Linked DNA regions of Sus scrofa: region 2 is linked to region 1. Evidence: chromatin contacts called from public Hi-C data. All regions are on one chromosome and are shown on one strand. The core of a region is the stretch at or near the end of the contact, and the rest is flanking DNA. Distances in the headings are between cores, read along the strand shown. Region 1 holds the start of TVP23B (trans-golgi network vesicle protein 23 homolog B). Region 2 holds the start of ZNF624 (zinc finger protein 624).

Evidence for each region. Hi-C and Micro-C count contacts between places; a contact is called where the count stands out from the background.
Region 2: a contact with region 1 is called in a Hi-C map of liver, with 2.5 times the contacts expected there. The contact joins the promoter of ZNF624 here to the promoter of TVP23B in region 1. A contact is called at or near these places in 4 of 47 Hi-C or Micro-C datasets (embryonic fibroblasts, fibroblasts, heart right ventricle and 1 more).

Annotation. Positions count from the first base shown.
Region 1 is chr12:58,892,329-58,895,503 of Sscrofa11.1, forward strand. It overlaps TVP23B (trans-golgi network vesicle protein 23 homolog B), which reads right to left and starts at 1,712. Exons shown (of 7, transcript NM_001281832.1): 1 at 1,678-1,712. The coding sequence starts at 1,689.
Region 2 is chr12:58,984,983-58,988,157 of Sscrofa11.1, forward strand. ZNF624 (zinc finger protein 624) reads left to right here and starts at 1,466. Exons shown (of 6, transcript XM_005653995.3): 1 at 1,466-1,598.

The sequences.
Region 1 (3,175 bases), core at 462-2,961:
CACTCAGCCATCTGGGGATATTCTTACTGCAAGTCAACCTCTCCTACCTCCTTCTAGACGCCAAGCTACAGGAGGACAAGGTCTGTCACTGCTCTGAACTAGGTCCTAAGGTGTAGCAGAGTACCAGGCCGGGGCTACATACAACACGTGTGGAAGGCACGAGTGAACAAAGGAGCTATCACCTAGGAAACACAGCGATCACCACCGCCAGAAGTAATATAAATGCAAATGGGAGCAGCGGGAGGAAGAGGCTGTGGGGAGGCTTCCTGAAGGGGAGTCTACCTGCTGGGCCTCCAGCTGCCTCTGGTCCCTGACTGCAGGTGTCTTCAAAGGCACAGATGGGGGGGGGGGGAACACGACGACGACACTACACAGCATCAATGTGGGGAAAACCCAGTCAATGAAGGAGCAGAGGAGGAGGTGAAGCTCGAAAGGTAAAATGGATTCAGATCTATGAAACCAACGGCCTCCACCTTCTTGGCTACAGGCTGGAAAGCTCTGGGGCATCTCAAGCAAAAGAGGTCGGAAACCAGGGCCCCGTAGAGGGCTCAGCCTAAGACTGCAGCACAGACGTGTAACTGGCTAGGACAAAGGCAGGTGTGCTGGTTTCCTTCTCTCAGAGAAACAAGACGCGAGGCTTCAGCTGAGAGACGACAGGAAGGAATGCTGAAGGTTTGGGAGAGACCTTTTGGAGAGGAGCCTGAGTGGGAGCCACGGGGCTGTGGACGTGCGGCGGTGACCGCCTGGTGACACTAAGGGGTCACTTGAGGTGCCTGGTCACGAACTTAAGTCTGTCCGAGGGTACCGTGTGTGTTGCTCCAGCCTCCGCCAGCCTGGGCGCGGGGTCAGACCATCGCGGGGTTTTCTCCACTCGAGTCACCGGCTGGGAGTGGTCCTTCCCGACCCTAGATCCCAAGGTCGTCCTACTCTACTCTCCACCTCACCCTGTCTTTGCCATCACATCTGAAAACACCTTAGTTACGGACCTCGTCTCGTCTCCCCACCCCGACCCCTGGACAAGCCCCCATCTCCAGTTCAGGGCCGGAAACCGTCTGGATGGCTCACGGCCTCTCCCCGGGGTCTAGGGCAGCGCCTGGGCCACAGTCACCCCTAAATAAGAAAACATACCTAAGATACGCTAGGTTAAAGTGCACCACAAACAGTATTTTCCTAAAGAGGAAGAGAGCGGTCAACTACTCTCACCAGCCTCTGGTCGTCAACGTGAGGCCTGCGACTCACTCCGAGGGGCAGACGTGGTCACGGAAGAGGACCAACCCTCCGCCACCTCCCCAGCCGCTCCGACCGCTTCGGCGCGGATGCGAGGCCGGGGGTCTCGGCCCCAGGTCAGGGCGGCGGGGACACAGAGCGTCTCCCGGCTGCCGGGGAGCGAGCCCGCCCCCGCTCACGCCCGTCCCGCCCCGAGCTCCCGCAGCGGCCCGGACGCTCCGCTCGCGCCCCCGGCCCCGGTCCCGGCCCCCGCCGCCCACCCTGCTCCTCCTCGGGCTCGGGCAGCGGCCCGGACGCTCCGCTCGCGCCCCCGTCCCCGTTCCCGGCCCCCGCCGCCCACCCTGCTCCTCCTCGGGCTCGGGCAGCAGCCCGGACGCTCCGCTCGCGCCCCGGGACGCGCAGGCCCTGCCCCGCCGCCGTCGCCCTCTCAGCGCCCCCACAGCCCCCTACCTGCTGCAACATGGCGGCCCCGCGCCAGCCCACTTCCGGGAGCCACGTCAGCGCCGCAGCCGCGGGGCGGGGACCGGAACCGACGCGACGGGGTCACCGCGGGCCTGGAGGAGCCGGGGTAACAGCGGCAACCAGGCCCCATTTCCGCTTCCAGGACCTCATGGGAGGAGCAGGAGTGGGCGGGGCTACTCGGAGTGGGCGGGGCGGTAGAAAGTGGGCGGGGCGAGCAGCTATGACTCAGGCTGTGGCGTGGGCGGATCCAAGCAGGAGTGGAAGAGTAAAGGATGCTCCTTTTCTGGGAACGCTTCTTGGTCTGTCTCCAAGAGGTGTTGCTGCTACCTACGTCCGCCTGTGTGAATATCCTGAGGGCGGGGGTCCGGGACAGGGACTTGATTATTCCATAGTTTTCGTTTTGTTTGAATGTTTGACGACGACGTGTAATCGTGGTACAGTATTACTTTGCTACCTTAAATATTGGAAGCAACTGAAAACATAAATGTGCTCCTGGGAAGGAGTAAAAAGAACAAGGCAGGAGGACTGTAAACACGGAGGGTCTTATTAAGGGAGGGAAACTCCCTGGGAAACAGTAAGGGGAGAGAGGCTGAGAGCGTGGGCCCTGGAGTCGGAACCCCTGGGTGATCCCAGCTTCTCTCCACTTGCCAATTATCTACCCAACCTCTCTGTGCGTCCTTCCTTAGTGGTTAGGTGAGGATGATAATGGTATCCCTACAGGGTACGTTCCCGCTAGGTAGAAGGTGCTATTAATTAATGTTTTAGGATTAATGGTGCGAAGCTGCAGGTGAAGGACCTGAAAATCTGGGACTTTGCAGTCATCTTTGAAATAGCGATTATAACAATATCCTGTCTGCCCCGCCTACAGCAAACTGCTGTTGGAAGGCTCATGGAATAATGTGGAGAATCATGATTCCTTAATTAGGGGGATTCAAATCACAACGTTACATGGCTCTTTGCCAGTGCTACTTTAATCCTGATACTCTAACAATGGAGAAAAAGTTCTCGGAAGAGAGAAAGCTTGGCAAACAATGGTACTCCTGCACTTGGAGATGAAAGCAGAAGCTGTGCAAAGGGGGCCTGTGAGCAGGTCTGCCCATTCCTGGGTTTTGTGGCGCACTTAGCGTGTGGGTTGTGGGGTTGTGTGAGGTTGGTTCTTTGTTTTGTTCTGCATTGTTTGGTTTACATCCTTTGGCCATGCTGAGCCCTTTGGATGAGGCTCGAGCCCCTGTGCTGGGCTGCACTGCTCTAAATTACCTGCCTGGCCCCTGATAGCAACCTCAGCAGGTTTAAGTAGCAACTGGAACACACTTGATACTAATGTAGAAAGGATGGCTGTGCTTAATCCTCTCCAGAGGAGTTAGCCCTGGGAAGGAAGGATGCAACAAAACAGGATCCGAGCCCTGTCTGCGACCTACACCACAGCTCATGGCAATGCTGGATATTTACCCACTGAGCAAGGCCAGGGATGGAACCCACTTCCTTG
Region 2 (3,175 bases), core at 216-2,715, 92 kb after region 1:
GCTATAGCTGCTGACCTACACCACAGCCACAGCAACGCCAGATCAGAGCCACATCTGAGACCTTCACCACAGCTCAAGGCAACATCGGATCCTTAACCCATTGAGCAAGGCCAGGGATCAAATACATGTCCTCGTGGATACTAGTTGGATTCGTTTCCACTGCCCCACAACAGATCCCTCCTCAGTTTCGAATCACACGGCCTACGTGGTCTTGCTGTGTAGCTCACTGGTTCCATTAATTCTCCACTTTTTTCTCCACGTGTTTCTAGGTCACCAAATTCACTAACCTTTTCTTTTGCAGCATCTAATCTGCTCTTCATCCTAAACAGTGTATTTTCCATTTCAGATATGTTTGTTACTGCCAGGAGTTAGATTTCCCACTTGCATTTCTCCTGTGATAGTTCAAGGGTCACTGGGTTAGAGCATGCTTTAGATGGTATTCATTGGCTCTGAGAGCTCAAGAGCTCAGTTTAGCACTGAGTTCAGTTTCACTTTATGTCTCCCTGCAGATCTCCATCTCATACACAATCAGCAGCAGAGAATCCAAGGCACACAAGAAAAGAATTGGTGAGAGGAGTTCCCACTGTGGTAAAGTGGGTTAGGAATCCGACTACAAATCTCGGGTCACAGAGAGGTGGGTTCAATTCCTGGCCCCGGAACTTCCATATGCAGCAGTTTCGGCCATTAAAATGAAAAAAAAGTGGATGAGAGAGGAGAAAGCCTCATCATTGAATCATTTGACTGAATATGAAGACTATGGCCTTTTGGCATTAAAACTGAAACTGAGACAAAGGAAAACACACCTTTTAAAAAGCTAATATTGGAGTTCCCGTCGTGGCGCAGTGGTCAATGAATCCGACTAGGAACCATGACGTTGCGGGCTCGGTCCCTCGCGGTGCTCAGCAGGTTAAGGATCCGGCGTTGCCGTGAGCTGTGGTGTAGGTCGCAGACGCAGCTCGGATCCCGCGTTGCTGTGGCTCTGGCGTAGGTCGGTGACTACAGCTCTGATTCGACCCCTAGCCTGGGAACCTCCATATGCGGCAGGAAGCGGCCCTCGAAAAGGCAAAAAGACCAAAAAAAAAAAGGCTAATATTTAATGTATTATGATGATGATGAACTAAGGAAATAAGCTCAAATACCCGGAAATTATAATGAAGGCGTTACGATTTTTCCTAACGGAACCTGAATGAGAGGCCGAAGCCTGGACGTGCAGGTCCCCGCGCTTCCGGGGTTTTAATTAGTTGCAGGTGGCTCTCTGTTCTCTGAAAGTCTTTATTACTTTAGTCACACGGAAGTGCTCCGAGACAAGGCCTGTGTCATTCTTCTTTGTATGCCTAGCGCTAGTGACTGACACACAGTCGTGCCCACTCAAACCGACTGAACTTGCGAGGTCCCCCAATGTGTCTACAAACAACTCCAGCATCAACGCGGACAAAGAGGAGGTAAAAGAGCCCCGCGGAGGCGCGGAGGATTCTGGTCTCCGTAGTCCCCGCCGCTGCGCAGGCGCACTGCGCATCTGCGTCCGGCCCGCCGCCGGCGCCATTGCTGGAAGCGTTCCCGCCCTGCTCCGCGAGCGCCCTCTCCTCAGTCGCCGTCAGGTAGTTGGGGCCCCGGGCGCCGGTCCCTGTTCCCGCCGCCCCACCGTTGGCGCCGGGCACTCGGCTTCCGGCGGCGTCGGGCGGGGCCGCCCCCGGCAGGGCCCTTTTCCCAGGCGGACCCGCCCACCTCAGAGGCGAGCAGGCGGCCTCCCTCAGAGGACGGCGGCCGGGCGGCGCTGGGTGCTGGGTGCTGGGTCCGCCCGCGGGTTCGGGGCGGGGACGCGGCTGGACGGAGGTTGGAGCGGGTCCGGGTGGGCAGAGGGCGGCGAGGGAAACGGGCGGCCTGGAGGGCGAGAACCTCGGTGCTGGGCTCCGACCCGACACGGAGGGAGCTAGATTTCAATAGCCGGGACCTGACAGGTGCCCCTTCCTCGGCCTTCGGCGACGGAGCCTCTTTTCCCGCCGGCTCAGCTTCCCGACGCAGCGGGCGTCACTAACTGCAGTCACCGTGCTGTACATCACATCCCCAAGACTGATCTTTTTTTTTCCCCTGGCTGCCCCCGGCGTGCGAAAGTTCCCCAGGGCAGGGATTGAACCCTCGCCACAGCGGTCACCAGAGCCACAGCAGTGACAACACGGGCTGCTTAAGCCGCTGAGCCATCAGGGACTCCCTGACTTATTGCAAAAGGGAGAGTTTGTACCTTTGGACGACCTTCACCCTTTTCGCCACCGCTAGGCCCCCATCCCCAACCCCCCAACCCAATCACTAATCTGTTCTCTGTGAGTCTGGTAGGGTGTTTTGTTTGGAGATTCCCACATGTAAGTGAGATCTGTGGTATTTGTCTTTCTCTGACTTGTTTCACCTAACATTGCCTTTAAAGTCCACCCTTGTCACAAATGGCAGGATTTCCTCCCTTTTTGTGGCTTCTTTTCCGTGAAAGGCATACATCACGTCTTCTGCATTCATGCATCATTGGACACCTGGATTGTTTCCATGTCTTGGCTGCTGTAAACAATGCTGCACTGAACATGGGCGTGCAGATATGTTTTGGAGTTAGTGTTTTCTTTTCCTCTGATAAATACCCAGAAGTGGAATTACTGGAAAATATGGTCATTATAGTTTTAAGTTTTGAAGTAACCTCCATACTGTTTTTCACAGTGTCTGCACCAGTTCACATTCTCACCAGGGTTGCAGGTGTTCCCTTTTCTCCACGTTTTTGCCAGCACTTGTTATTTCTTGACTTTTTGATAATAGCCATTTTGACAGATGTGAGATGTATCTCATTGTGGTTTCGATTTGCATTTCCCTGATGATTAGTGATGTTGAGCACTTGTTCACATACCTGTTTGCCATCTGTATGTCTTCTGTGGAAAAATTTCTATTCATCTCTGCCCAATTTTTACCTCAGATTGTTTTTTGTTTTTGGCTGTTTGTGTGAGTTTTTTATGTTTTGAATATTAGCCCCTTATCCAATATATGATTTGCAAATATTTTCTCCTATTCCACAGGTTGCCTTTTTGTTTTTGTCGATTATTCTTTGCTGTGTGAAAGCTTTAGTTTGATGTAGTCCCATTTGGTTTTTTGTTGTGGTTTGAGTTTTTGTTTGTATGTTTTGTTTTTGGCTGCACCCATGGCA